Linked DNA regions of Mus musculus: region 1 is linked to region 2. The links are chromatin contacts, called in public promoter capture Hi-C maps. All regions are on one chromosome and are shown on one strand. Each heading gives the region's core, a stretch centred on a gene start, on an enhancer-like site or on the middle of the called end of the contact. The rest is flanking DNA. Distances are from core to core; before and after follow the strand shown. Region 1 has its middle 33 kb from the start of 4833427F10Rik. Region 2 holds the start of Cchcr1 (coiled-coil alpha-helical rod protein 1).

Region 1 (4,402 bases), core at 1,305-3,804, 220 kb after region 2:
TTTTTTGCTGTCCCCTCGTTGGCCCCTAACAATGTCTTGTAGCAATGGGTCCAGATTTGGTTAGCCAGGAATTTGCTGTATAGACCAGGCTGCCCTGTCTCTTTCTCCCAAGTGCTAGGGTCAAGGATGAATGTACGCTACCACCCCAGGCTCTCCAGCCCCATTAATTTTACTTTTAAACTATTTTTATTGTTTTAATTATGTGTATGCGACTGTGTGTATGTGTATGCATGTGAGTGCAGGTGCTTGTGGAGGCCAGAGACATCAAAGACCCCTAGAGCTGGAGTTATAGACGATTGTGAGGTGCTGGATACCAGCATGCTAGGAACCAAAGCCGAGTCCTCTGAAAGAGCAGTACATGCTCTTAATCACCGAGTCAGCTCTCCAATCCCCTCTTACTTTTTATTTTGAGAGAGAGTCTGCTGGACACAAATTAGCTCAAACTCAATAAGGCAATCGTGGCCTGCCAGCCTCTGGAGTCACTGGCATGCACCATAACACCCACCAAGGAAAGGGTTGCAAACTCAACCCTGTACTGGGATGGACTTGGATGGACAGAAAGCCACACTGAAATGCCAAGGCACTGAGAATACGCGCTGGAATGTGCTTCTCTGGCGGCCGTTAGCGATCTCAGTTTCTTTAGCTTTTTGTTTCTGAGCGGCCATCTCCTGCTCTTCTCTTCTTCTTGACTCAGTTCTGCCCTCTGGCGGCCATAATACGTTAGAACAGCACATTCGCTCTGCACTGGCCTAGGCAGGGCGGGGCCACAGAACATTAGGACCGCACATTCACTCTGCCCTGGCCTTTGCAATAGAGGGATGTCCTAAAGTGTTGTTTTAGAATCTCTTCCTTTCCTCGTCAGCATCAAGCACTCCCCACATCAGGAAGCGTTCAAGACATCAGCCATGCTCCTGTCTGGATCCCTGAATGAGAAAAGTAAGGTTTGGTCTTGGCATGAACAAAATTGGTTATGACAAAATTAAAGAAGGGGTTGGGTAGCGGTGTCTCATACCTTTAATCCCAGAGCTCTGGAGATGGAGGCAGGTGGTTCTCTGAGTTCGAGGATAGTCTGTTCTACACAGAGAAACCCTATCTCTAAAAATAAAAGAAGGAGCTGGGGTTATAGCATAGTTGGTATCTACCACTCATGGAGTTCTATACCCTAGCACTTTATAAACCAGACACAACAGTCCACACCTGCAGTCCCAGCACTCACGGGCTTGTAATCCCAGCATGCAGAGGCAGATCTAGAGTTTAAGGTCATCTACGCCATTGGTTCTCAACCTGAGGGCCATGACCCCTTTCACAGGGGTTGCCTAAGAAGATCAAAACCCCCAGATATTTACACTAAGATTTTAACAGTAGCAGAATTACGGTTATGAAGTAGCAATGATAATAATTTTATGGTTGGGAGGATCACTATCACATGAGGATCTGTAATACAGAGTCATAGCATTAGGAAGGTTTGAGAACAGCTAATCTAAGCAAGATCCTGGGCTACGTGAGACCCTGCTTTTCAAAAGAAAGGGACCTGAGGATGGCTTAGCACTTCAGAGTGCATGCTGACCTTTGAGAGAATCAGATCAGTTGCTAGCACTCACAGCGGCTGCTCACCACAGCCTATAACTCCAGCCCCAGGGGGTCCCATGGCCTCTTATGAGTCCTAGCACTGCCGGCACTAAGGTGTGTATTCCCCACACAGACAAACCGACACATCCATTGCTAAAACAGATGAGAGACTGAGCCCCCCCACACACAGAAAAGGGTGACCCCAGGAAAAAAATGTCTACAGCTGCTTTAAATGAGTGTCCAAACCAGAATTAACCAATGGTCACCAGTCACCACCAGCAGTCACTGAGGAATTGTGGAGAGGCTGGAGGCAACCTGAGGCTGGCAAGAGCAGAGCTCTGACTTTTTCCAAGGTCTACCCCTCCTTCAAGGTCCGAACGACAAACCAGCAAGGTTCACAATGGTGAACCAATGTGCTCTTTCACAGAGCACAGGTGTGGGTGCTCCTTCGCAATAAGCATCACCTGGGAAACCTTTACCCATCAGGGATGAAGGCTTCTCCACAGCCTGCCGTAAAATGGACCCCTGACCCCGGTTTTCCTGGTGTGTAGACTGTAGTTCCTCCCCCAGGTCATGAGCAATTAAGGGCGCTGGATACTCAGGTGAGGGTCTCCTGACCCCACCCATCTATAGGTACTAACACAAGCTCAGCTGGGGTGATCCTTCTGCAACAGGCAACAGCTGAGCTCCCCAAGACGGCCGATGCTTGGCTTGAAGGATAGTCCTATACAACAGACAGAAAATAGATGACTGTTACAAAAACAGGTCCGCAGCCTCAGCACGACTGTGGCAAAACCTTCAGAAGAGATCCAAAATGGAGTTCTGTGGATCCTGAAACCAAAATACAGAAGCACGAACCTGTCCCAGCGCTTGGGAGAGCCCGGCCGGCTGTGTGAGGAACAAACACGAAGGTTCAAGCTTGGGCTGCAAAGTATCAAAACAAAACAAAATATGTGGCCACCAGGGGACGCTAGGAGCTCATCAAGGACAAGTCACACCAGCACTATTTCATGCCCTTTCCTCCAGGGCTCTGAAAGAATAGGATGAGGCAGCATGGGAGATCAAAGAGTCTACCTGTCTCTACTGGTCTGCTATTTTAGTCTAGATTTTTTATTTCTGTAATAAACACCATGACCAAAAGCAACTTGAAGAGGGAAGGGTTTATTTCATCTAACAGTTGAAGTCCTTCACAGGAGTCAGGGCTGGAACCTGGAGGCAGAAACCGAAGCTGAGACCAGGGAGGAACACAGTTTCCTGACTTGCTCCCGGTGGGGTGGTTTGCTTAGTCTGCTTTCTTTCTCTCTCTCTCTCTTTCTGTCTTTCTTTCTTTCTGTCCTTCAAGATTTATTTATTTTTATTCGTATGAGTACTCTGTTGCTGTCTTCAGACACAGATTGCATCGAATCCCATTACAGATGGTTGTGAGCCACCATGTGGTTGCTGGGAATTGAGCTCAGGACCTCTGGAAGAGCAGTCAGTGCTCTTAACCGCTGAGCCATCTCTCCAGCCCCTAGCCTGCTTTCTTATACAACTGAAGACCACCTGACCACAGTGACATCACCCACTACGGGCTGGAAACTGCAATGTGGGTTTGCCCACAGGCCAATCTGGTGGAATCATTTTTTCAGTTGAGGTTCCCTCTTCCAAGATGACCCCTGTTTGTGTCAAGTTGATTAAAAAGAAAAAGAAAAAAACCTAACCAGCACGCTTTCCATGACTCCAATTCCACTTCTATAAAGCAAAAGGAGAAATGGGTAAGAAAAGAACCCACCACAACCAGGAGGAAGTAACTGGGGGTGAGTGAATTCAGTGGCATTTCTGAGAAGCAGGTTCCCACCTCGGTCTTCTTCCTTTTTTTTTTTTTTAAACAAGGGTCTAGGGTCTCATGTAGCCCAGGCTCATCATATAACCAGTCTGCCTCTACTTCCTAGGTGCTGAGATCACAGGTAAAGGCCACCAAGCCCATGCACATCCTGTAGACACACTCTGCGTGTGTGTGGATGGTAGAGTGGAAAAAATATTCAATTCATTGGATTCTCAAATCCCAACAGGAGGAGGTCGAGCCTTCCCTCTCCTCAAGACCTCGTGTGCTGGATTTACAGGTTTCTCTCCTATTGACACCTGTGCTAAAGCTTCACCCAGAAGGGGGCAGAGAGCACCCTTCCCACCTTAACCGCAAAGATTCCTGCTTAACCTTCCCAAGGGTGGTGGGCCATCCTGCGGTGGTTAGCATTAACTGACAACTGGGCACAAGCTAGAGTCACCTGGGAGGAGAGCTTAAGTGAGGGACTGCTTAGGTCAGGGTGCCTGGTAGGCATGTTTGTGGGAGATGATCTTGATTATGAGGAGAGAAAACCTGCCCAATATGGGCCACACCATTCCCTAGGCAGAGATCCTGGACTGTCTCTGCCCACTATAGGCCATACCATTCCCTAGTCAGGAAATTCTGGGCTGTCTCTACTCAATAAGAGCCACACCATTTCCTAGTCAGGGAATCCTGGGTGTCTCTGCCCACTACGGACCACACCATTCCCTAGGCAGGGAATCTTGCTTCTGGATGTGATGTGACTGACTACCTCTCTCTAGCCCCTGCCTCTGTGACTTCCCTGCTATGATGGACTGCAGCCTGGAACTATGGATTCAAAATACCCTTTTCTCCAAGTTGCTTTTGGTAGTGTATTTTGTCACAGCAACAGGTCATTGGCTGTGCAACCGAGGCCTCTTTGATGTCTCCCTAACCACGCTAGACTCATCACAATCTTCAGCCTAAACCTCAGAGAGTCTCCCTTGTTCCGGGCTAATTACTTTTCCCAGCTCTTATGTGAATGTGTAC
Region 2 (4,066 bases), core at 885-3,384:
GGACACAGGGTTAATTAAGCATTAAACTCAAAACCTCACATGCAAGCTTTGTTGGCTAGGAACAAGCCTATTTTTCTCAACGACGACAGTGGGAGGCTTCTGTGCTTAGCTCTTGCTTAAACACCACTTCTGATAAAAGGCTTATTTCTTTTTCTACCTAAGACAGCCCCAGAACTCAGGATCCTTTTGCCTCAGCTCTGAGTGCTGAGATTGCCTCTTGCTGTCTCTTAGCCTCTTTGTGTCTCATTTCCCTTGCAGGCAGCATCCATCTACATCTAACAGAATAGGGCCCAGACCATAAACTCACTGTTGCCTGTTGGGGACTAATAATGCCCACGACAACCTCAGGTTAGGCTTCTCCAAACATTGCATTTGGTCTAGGAAGCTAAGACCTGAAGATGGAATACTGAGGTAAACCCCAGCCTTTGTGGACTGTCTTGGGTTGGGACCGAATGCCTAGGTCACTAGAACACTCATAAATGCCTAGCAGGAACAAGGTGCTTCAGCAAACGTGGGAACAGTCAAATCTGAGCTTAATACTAGAATGTAGAATTTGATGACAGCTTGCACACCCCTCTTAGGTCCGGTGTAGGCTAAAGCAGACAAGCAGGTTTAGTCCTGTGTGGAGCTGACAGAAGTGTGAGCAGACAAGACGGAACCAAGACTGCTCACCAGACTAGGACTCTGGGAGGCAGGTAGCAGGGTCCCAGAGGCTCCTCTTACTCATGCCTGTCTGGGGCTCTTCTGCTCATTGCTTACCTTGGCTGCTGTGATCCTCCAGGCTGACCCTCCAGTCGTCCCCTTGGAGTTCAGCATGCAATTCCGCATGGACTCCAGAGATGAGGCCGGGCTCCTGCTGGGGCCGCAGGGCCACATCACACAGGTCGGCCCTGCAGCCCAATCGATAGGTGCAGCCAGACTTGGACGGGGGGTGGAAGGTGTAGAGGTCACCGCCCCTGCCGCCCCCTATACGCAGCAGCTGGAAACAGGGCAGCATGGGGGGTGCCCCCTCTGCACCACTTTGCCCACCTCAGAAGTCCATTCCCTCTCCTACTCCTGGGTCATGCACCGTGGGCTTCAATTCAGTTCTCTCTGATGTCAACAGCTAAGTATTGTGCCTAATGCCAACTTAAGCAGTGCAGATTCAGAGCGCCAGAGGCCTGGATATGCACCAAGACAGAGGCTGTCAAGATGAGGTTTAAAAAGCAATTCCAGTAAAGTCCTGATGCGATGCAAAACCAGGAAGACGTCTTGTGGCACCTCAGTGAAGCCGGATCCTCAGGCGGCTCAACATCCGGGAGCCTCCGACAATCTGTGCAAGGCAAAGCTAGTTTAAACCGCAACTGGGAACAGGCAGAGGGGGTGAAGGGGCCCTGGTACACAAACGTGCGTGTGACACGGGTCTTCTCCCTAAGTGTAACCTGGAGTCAGGGAATTTATGGTTAAACTTTCTAATCCAAGTAGCGCACCCCTTCCATCTTTCCCCCCCACCCCCGCTCTTCGGATCAGTTCCCCTAAGGGAAGTGAATCCACTGTCACCCGCAAAGGGCGGCGCAGACGGGTCCCTAATTCTGTAACAAAGTGGATCTCACCCTTTCTTTTTTTCGCTCGCGGGGTAAACTGAGGAAGGGATTCCGTACCCTGCGTCCCGCGCTCCCGCCGAGGTTTGACAGCCAAGGAAGCCGCCCCGAAGGCGGGGCTTGGGTGAAGGCGCGCGCGCGCGCTGCGCAGACTCCTCCTTCGGAATTCCCGGGTCCGACTTCGCGCCCGCGAGCCCGCCCCCCCGCCGGCTGCTTCTGATTGGCCATCTGAGTTGCACCCATTTGCTCTATTGGCCGATGCGCAGGGGGGAGTTGCTCATCTCCCGCTCTCCGCCACTTCTGATTGGCCGGCACGTTTTCCCGGGTTCCCGGGGAGAGGAGGGGCCGTCAGGGCGCGGAGAAAGTTTGGGGCGTCAGGGTGCCTGCTTGCACCTTTCTTCTTCCTATTTCCGGTAGGGAGAAATGGAGCTGTAGAGCAGCCCGCCGCCCCGCGCATGCGTGATCTGGGTGTGGCGTCTAGACTGGGTGCTAGGTGTAAGGGGCGTGGCAAGAGGGCGGATCTCGCGCTGGGTAAGGGGCGTTCGGGGAGAGTCAGTTGGGGGCGGGAAGAGTCTGAGAGGGGGCGCAAGGGGGGCGGAGGGGATCCACAGGGCAAGAGGGGTGCAGGAGCTGGGTCAAAGGATAGATGAGGAGGTCAAGACAGCCTCAGAGTTCAGGGTCCTGACGGGGATTAGCCCGGGGTGTGTGCGGGAGAGAAGTGGGGGAGACAGGACAGGGAGCGACCAAGATAATTCCATCGAAAAAGACTCATACTAGGTCTAGGAAGAGAAACGGGTAGGAATCGCGGGGGTTGAGTGAAAAAAAAAAAAACCCAAAAACTTGAATTCTGATGGAAGTGGGGGAAAGAAGATGCTGTAGGACTCCGAAGAGAGATGCATCGGGAATGGAAGCCGAGGGGATAGAGAGCAACTGAGGCCCGTTACAGAGAGGCCCAGATGAGTTGCCAGGAAGCTGGCTTCCCAGCAACGGGCTCCCGGCTGCTCCGATTCCTCAGGGATCCTAGGGAAGACGCTTAACCCCACATGTGGCCTCATTCTTCCCGGACCAGGCCTTGGGCTAACTCTTTAATAGGAAATGACTCAGAAATCCTGGCTCGATGGTGCCTAGATGGGCTTCCCAACGGCCCTACCATTCCATGGCAAGGACTGTGGAGAGTGGGCTCCTTATACTGTGTCCAGAGAGTCCTGAGCTGCAGGGACCGTAGACACTTAAGGAGGAAGGTAAAGGCACACCACCCACATTCCTGTAAGTAGAAGGAAGCCTCGTCTCAGTAAATTTACCTTAGGGTTGTTGCCTGGTTCATTCTATCAGGAGCGTAGTTGGGACAAGCAAGTGGTTTGGTTACCGTGTGCCTTAGGGAAGTAGGAAAAGAGAAGCGTACAGCCCGATAGACCTGTCAGTAACTTAAGGATTATGACTTTGTTTTTATAGGGCTTTTTCTTTGGAAGGTGGCCTGAAAAATTGAATTGAAGTATCCTTGTTTCTCCTATTGTCCAGGGGAACATAGGTGACTGGAGACAAGAGCTACAGGATTCATATAACAGGAAGATGTTGCCACCGTCAGGTCAGTGAGGCTAGTCAAGGAGACCAGGATCATCTCCCTCTTCCCTCTCCCCCTCTCTCAGAATCTGACAGTCTTTATTCTTGTGACCCCCTCAGGTTTTGCTGGGCTGGTTCCTCCCTCCCACTTCCAAGCTCGGCCCCTTCCAACTCTGCCAAGAATGGCCCCGACCTGGGCTTCAGACGTTCCCTTGGTCCAATCTCCGGCCAGCCAAGATGTCTTAGAGAGACGGCTAGATGCTCAGAGGTCGACAGTGACCACGTGGGGACAGGATTTCTGTGGAGATGGGCAGGGGCTAGGGCGGAGAGGCAGGTAGGGATCTGCCAATCACCTCTTCCTCAGACTGACACATGGTCCTTCATACACGCATGCCTTCATTTCAGCCCCTGGTTCTATAACTTGTGTGGTTTTTCTATAGGCCATTGTTGGCCCCTACGACGCATAGACCACATGCGTTGGGGTTAGTGAGAATAGATGTTTGGACTTAAATTCTCATTACATAAGGAATGTAAATGTCTTAAGGGAGGGGATAAGTTCTGCAAAAGCTGTTTTAAAGCAAAATGACGTGCAGCTTAGACATGCTGACCCAGTTCTCCAGAGGCATACTGGCTCCTTTTGGAGTAGTTAAGCAGGCCTTTACAGGAATGTGCAACTGGAGCTGGCTATGCTCTGTGAATGTGGTTTTATTTGTTTTTTTTTTTTTGTTTTTTGTTGGTTTTTTGTTTGTTTGTTTTTTCAAGACATGGTGTCTCTGTATAACCCTGGCTGTCCTGGAACTCGCTCTGTAGACCAGGCTGGTCTCGAACTCAGAAATCTGCCTGCCTCTGCCTCCCGAGTACTGGGATTAAAGGTGTGCGCCACCACGCCTGGTGTCAATGTGTGTTTTAAGACTATTAAAAAAAAT

The links. Promoter capture Hi-C pulls out the DNA fragments that hold promoters and counts their contacts.
Region 1: a promoter capture Hi-C map of the HPC-7 cell line shows a contact between it and region 2. The contact joins the enhancer-like site here to the promoter of Cchcr1 in region 2. A contact is called at or near these places in 4 of 39 promoter capture datasets (the 3T3-L1 cell line, the HPC-7 cell line, cranial neural crest and 1 more), 1 of 15 datasets of contacts at CTCF or cohesin (the NIH/3T3 cell line), 3 of 115 datasets of contacts at active chromatin or transcription factors (embryonic stem cells, epiblast stem cells and memory CD8 T cells) and 2 of 9 other capture datasets (liver and pancreatic islet).

The regions. Positions count from the first base shown.
Region 1 is chr17:35,737,322-35,741,723 of GRCm38.p6, forward strand. No RefSeq gene overlaps it. Among named protein-coding and RNA genes, the nearest start is that of 4833427F10Rik, 33 kb to the right of the region's middle. Within about 2 kb of position 2,555, at least 89 of the 459 cell types and tissues checked have an H3K27ac peak or open chromatin away from gene starts, as enhancers often do. A contact at or near this core is called in the HPC-7 cell line and memory CD8 T cells, where this site is marked.
Region 2 is chr17:35,515,119-35,519,184 of GRCm38.p6, forward strand. Cchcr1 (coiled-coil alpha-helical rod protein 1) reads left to right here and starts at 2,135. Exons shown (of 18, transcript NM_001372297.1): 1 at 2,135-2,821; 2 at 3,099-3,165; 3 at 3,261-3,474. The coding sequence starts at 2,624. Tcf19 (transcription factor 19) reads right to left here and starts at 1,706. Exons shown (of 4, transcript NM_001163764.1): 1 at 1,641-1,706; 2 at 760-1,312. The coding sequence starts at 997.